Regions from separate parts of the Oryctolagus cuniculus genome. Here region 2 is linked to region 1. Evidence: chromatin contacts called from public Hi-C data. All regions are on one chromosome and are shown on one strand. Each heading gives the region's core, a stretch centred on a gene start, on an enhancer-like site or on the middle of the called end of the contact. The rest is flanking DNA. Distances are from core to core; before and after follow the strand shown.

Evidence for each region. Hi-C and Micro-C count contacts between places; a contact is called where the count stands out from the background.
Region 2: a contact with region 1 is called in a Hi-C map of an unstated tissue, with 1.8 times the contacts expected there. The contact joins the promoter of GDA here to the enhancer-like site in region 1. A contact is called at or near these places in 2 of 6 Hi-C or Micro-C datasets (ear pinna and an unstated tissue).

Annotation. Positions count from the first base shown.
Region 1 is chr1:157,972,397-157,975,269 of mOryCun1.1, reverse strand. No RefSeq gene overlaps it. Among named protein-coding and RNA genes, the nearest start is that of ZFAND5, 100 kb to the right of the region's middle. Within about 2 kb of position 1,514, at least 2 of the 8 cell types and tissues checked have an H3K27ac peak or open chromatin away from gene starts, as enhancers often do. A contact at or near this core is called in ear pinna, where this site is marked.
Region 2 is chr1:158,081,317-158,084,189 of mOryCun1.1, reverse strand. It overlaps GDA (guanine deaminase), which reads left to right and starts at 1,513. Exons shown (of 14, transcript XM_002708206.5): 1 at 1,513-1,793. The coding sequence starts at 1,671.

The DNA.
Region 1 (2,873 bases), core at 265-2,764:
AATATATATTTGTCCCCAGAGTTTAGCTATGAGTCTTTGATACTACCTTATAGTAAAAACTTTATGTAATCTAGCTAATTCCATATTTATATAACTAAGTGCACAATTCATCTCTGTAGTATAAATTTTCACGTATTCATGCTAAATTATTAGTAATTTGACCTCTCCCTTATACCAAGTAGAAACACTTTTAGATTTGATTATAGATACACTATACCTAAAGATGGAACAATTTTTTGTCTTTTTTTTAACAAAACAAAAGAGCTTATTTTGTGGGATATTGAGTAACTTGGTAAGCCCCATTTTCAGTCTTGGTATGAATTTCCAGTGTTTCTATTTCGTGATCCATGCCAAAGATGACCTGCCAAATTTTTTCCCATTTCTCTCCAGTGCTGGCAAATGTCTTCTATTCTCTCTCAGCTCCTGCGAAAGGAATTCAGTTAAATGGTGTCTAACCCCAATGAGTAGGCTTGGAATTTATATGAGATGCGTAAGACCCATTAATAGGCAGTAGATGCTTTTAACCTTTGAAAGATCCCACAATTTTACCTTCCTTAAGGATGTATATTTTAATGTTGAACATCAATTTTCATTTAGATTTAGGATTTACATGCAGTAAATATAAATAAGTGTAGCCATCAGAACCAAGAAGAATGGCCATGTATAACCATTCAGGCATACATTAAATTTAGCCCTGATAGTATGTTAAGACATGAATATGTTTTCTAGTGAAAATAGAACGTGTTGAAATGTTTACGTGTACTTGATCTCTCTGCATCCTTTATAACTTATGTGTTTTATTTCTTTGAGTGCAGTGTTCCTAATGTTACATATGCTTTTTCCAGTGCTACAGGCATTAGTCACACATGGGGCCAGATGTTCTGCACTTTGAAATGTTGCCTTTGCCTAATGTAGGTTGACGTTCTAACTTGTGGAGAGGCACCATGCCAAGCCAATCCTATCTGTCGCTGTGTGTCTGAACACTTTGCTCTCTGACAGGAACAAGGAGATTAAAACTTCCCATCAGATTCCGCTCCAAACCCTGCACCAGTTGCCTCATGTTCCATAATATTTTCACCAGAAAACACTTTAAAATGTAAAAAATGTAGTCTCAAGAATCAAATAATATAAATATGCAGACTGATTATCTAAGGTGAATTTCTTTTCTGTAAGAGAGGGACACATGAGAAATGAAAGATTAGGATGGACAAGGCTGTTGTGACCCTCATGAACTGAGGCCAAGGAGTCTCTGCTCCTTTGTTTATCCTCCCAGCTTCCCTAATTGAATTGCCAAAAGTTTTAGATTCCAAGAGATTGTCTTGGAAGAAGCCCCCTTCTCACCAGGAGGAAGTCCTTGTAAGTCAGTGCCCTGAGCTTTGAATCACCTGGAATCTCTCTTTTACTTCAGGGAGAATTCTGAAGTTTAAAGAAGAAGGGTAGGAAATATGCCTCTTCATGCTTAGCTGATTTTGAGGGTGCTCTTGAATACCCTACTTGGCAACTGCACTTGACATCATAGAGAGGAAACACAATTGGTGTGAGATGTAGCAGTGTATTTTGAATCTTCACTCCCTACCAGACTCTTCCTATTTTTAATCTTTTCACCTCAAAACTAGGCATATGGGAAGATTTAAAGACAAGCTAGAAGGCACAGTGTATAAATTCTGCCCTGTGCTATGTGTGGAAGGTGTCCAGAATTGAATGCTTCTGGAACCTACTGGATATCTTTCCATTGTTGTCCTTTTTTTTTTTTTTTTTTAGTTGATAATGCTTCTGGACCTTCACACATTTAAAAAGTATTATTCTGAGTTATTATAGGGTGGGCTGAGAGTGCGTCATGGGCAATGCCTTGACATTACTTTTTAGTTCTGTGCATTGGTAAGAGTTTTTAAGGTTTTTGTTTTTCAGAAGGCATAAAGGACACTTTTGCTATTTTAGATCTCTTAGGTATGACTTTGGACCATCACATCTTAAAATGTCTCTAAGTACATTAAAGAAGTATGCAAATAAATGACATTAAAAAATGTTGAATGGCATGAGAGGCAGCACTTGTGAAAGGCCACTATTAGAAAGCCTAGCATTGTTCTCCATGCAGGGTCCCTTTCCCTCCCATAGCCCTTAGCGTGCAAGGTGGGGAGTTGAAGGGATGGTTTCTAGTGAAATGCTAAACTCAAACAGGCCAATGATGAAATTCAGTATAAATTCGAGAGGACTTTCATAGCCCAAGAGATTTGCATGGCTTGAGTATCAAATGTTATTCTTAGCTCATCTGTTATGTGCCTCTAATTTATTTGCCATTTCCTACCCCAAAGCCTGTCAGAAAGCATTCTTTAGAGAAAACTGCCTTGCATTATTGTTAAACTCCTGATTGCTGCTCCTAAGAATATATATGTTGTGTTCATGGGGACGTTTTTTCCAATATTGATCTGATTTGCTTATTGTTATTGTGTTGAGTGAGCTTCTTTGTGCTTCAGACAAAAATAAATGAGATTTTGTGTTTATGTTATTTTTCTGTGTGAGCTCTCTGTTCAGTTTTGTTGTGAGTTCTATCAGTCTGATAGAAAGGAATTACAACACTTTTCTTCTTTTGGCATGAATTTTTGAAAAACAGAAAAGAATATTTATCTGTGGGTCAACATGTAACAACATATATAGTGACTATGATAGTCACTATGGTATATGTAGTTTTTTAAAAAAAAAAAAAACTAAGGTATAATGTTCATAGCTTTAGAATCAGTTTGCTGGGCCTGGTGTTGTGGCATAATGAGTTAAGCTGCCACCTCCGCCACTGGCATCTCATATAAATGCTGGTTCTAGTCCCAGCTACTCTACTTCCAACCAAGCTTCCTAATAATGTGGCTGGGAAAGCAATG
Region 2 (2,873 bases), core at 264-2,763, 110 kb before region 1:
CACCTTTCTTTCTGAGCTTTGAGCGGGTACAAGCGCAGGTGAACAGAATGTCTTCATTGTCCTGGCTGTTGGGACTGTGTGCAAGGAATGTAGTCTGCAGAGTCAGGAGAAAGTAGACTGGAGAAAGGGCTGAAGTCTGTGAGAGGTAAGAGTGTAAAAACCTCAGCTTCAGGGAATCCTAATTCAAAGTCCTTGGGGGAATAACCAACCACCTCCTTGAGCCTGGAGCTTTGGATTTCTTGGATAGCCAGACTTCCAGAAAATTCCACAGGAAGCAGTATGAGTTGGTCACCGGAGACTTTGGGATTGGACAGGTGAAGGAACCAAGAAGGGAATGAATTACTTACATAAGCCAGCTGTGTGTCATAAAAGCAACAGTTCAGAGACCGTCTGCTCACGCACTGCAATGAGACCCTCACCCTTTATGGAGGAGTCATAGTAGGTATATATCTCAGGTTATTGCTTTGCTTACAGAAAAACAAGTCATTCATTTATTTAACAAATATGTATGGAACATCAAGCACTGTTCTAGGCATAAAACATGCTCCATTCTCTTACAATTCTTTTGTTACTGGTGAGTGTGTGTGTTTGGGGGGAAAGGAAGCAGGAATAAATGAATAAAGGCAAAATGAGTAAGGATGAATAGGATACAGTGGCAGAAGCGAAACAGGTTAATGGAATAAAAATGTAATTTTGTGGTCTCAGGGGTTACTCCAAAGAGCTGGCTTTGAGGTGACCAAGTGATGGGAAGAGAGCGATGTCGAGCCACAGGAAACATCAGGGAATCTGTTGGTTTTCCTGCAGGAACTTAGTAAGGGAGCCAGGAGCAGTTTTTGTAGAGGGGAATCTGAGCTAGAAGTAGCAACCCAGTCTCAGCTCCATTTCCACAAAGGAGATCAATGAAGATGCCAAGACCCACCTGCCTTGTCCCTAGTCTCAACTGAATCCAGGCCTCCACACCCAGCGATCATTCCCAGCGATCTAAGAATTTAATTTTTCTCTCCTTGAACACCTGGAAGCAAATCAAAGAGAGTCATTTATTTTAAGCATGAGAAAAACTAACATTGAAATTGTTTGTGGACAGGCACAAAACACTGGCTTTAAGGTAAAAAGAACAGCTTTGGGGTCCAAATGAATCCCCAGTTCATTTCCATTAAGGTTGGGAAAGCTACTCTCCCAGAACCTCAGGTGGGGACGGAGACATATTCCGCAGCCCCCAAGAGCTGAAAACGAAACTGGTCAGCCCCAGCTGACTTTCCTGGATGCCGCAGGTGGAAGAAATAAGTGACCCTTAAGAGTTTAGGGGGCAGAAAAGGCGGGCAGACGCAACTCTACAGGTGCCAATTAAAGAAAGGTAGACGAGGTTGATTTTGATAACTCAAAGAGTTAACACATCACAAACTAACGCAGAGGTGGGGAGAAAACCACACCCCACAGGAGCGAGGAGCCAACTCGCTGGAGAAAAATCCTATTGGCATTGAGGCGGCAGGGAGCCAGCCCCTGGGCGCGGCCTGCAGGGGGCAGGCGATCGCCGGGGGAAGCGGGGGCAGTACGAGGCCGGAGTGCGCGCCGGCTCCGCAGCCACCCGCAGCCGCAGGGAACCCCGGCCGCGCCTCTGCCCGGTGCGCCCTGCTTGGCCCGCGGACCCCGCGCTGCGTTGCGCTGCCGACATGTGTGCCGCCCGGATGCCGCCGCTGGCGCACATCTTCCGAGGGACTTTCGTCCACTCCACCTGGACCTGCCCCATGGAGGTGCTGCGGGACCACCTCCTCGGCGTGAGTGACAGCGGCAAAGTAAGTGGGCACGGGGTCTTGTGTCCCCGGACGCGCGGGCAGAAAGGTGGACGGAACCTGGCGCTTTGCAGAGCGAGCGCCGTGGCCCCGGAGTTGAACTTGAATGTTTGGCTGTTGGAGAATGCAGAGAACCCTGGCTGGCGCCAGGCTCCTGGGCTGATGGGCGTATGGTGCTCCCAGAGCCGGCAGCAGCGAGGGTATCCACACCACTCCTGGTCTGACAGCCCCCCTACCCCAAATTTTGAGAGAGATTCCTAACAAACCAGAACGTGGCTTCATTCATCTTGGTGTCTCTGGCGCCTGGCAGTGCCTGGCACAGGATAGCGCTCCATAAATTTGGTTGAATTTATTGTGAAAGAACTAAAAAGGGAGTATTTGAACCATGCTGTTTAGTCCATTCCACACACAGAATAAACAATTGCTTTCATTTATCTGATCATTCAACAGAGATAATGTACTAATGATTCAGGCTAGACAACTTGTAATATTAGAAAGGATGGTCCCGAGAAATTCTCTGTCTCTATTTCTTTCTCTCTCTCTCTCTCTCTCTCTCTCTCACACACACACACACACACACACACACACACGTTTGCATCAAAACGAACAGTTCCATTTTAAGGTTCAAAATGTCTTCTATGAGTGTGTCCTCTACACTTTTCTTCTCACCAGGTTTTCTACAAACCATACAGATGACTATGACTAGTGTGCACTGCTTCATACACACGGATGGTGACTGTATTGGCAATAGTCTGGGCAGTTTGATAGTAAAGCCATTTGATTTCTAAAAGAAAAAAAATGAATAAAATAAATACGGCAATGGGGTATTTTTGAGCTATTTCCCACTGCCATGTGGTTAGCAAAAGCCCTGTATTTGTAACTTCTCTAGTGAAAGGTAACTATCCTTAATGAAAGCTGCTATCCAATCAGTCGCAGTTTTATAACACATTTCTTATATTTAGGGGTAACTAAGCTCTGGTTTCCTATGGTGCTTAAAAAATACTCTTTGTGCATATTCAAGGAGCCTGTTTTCATGTTTCCAAGGTGATTAAAAACTCTCAGAGATCACCTGAATGTAGACTC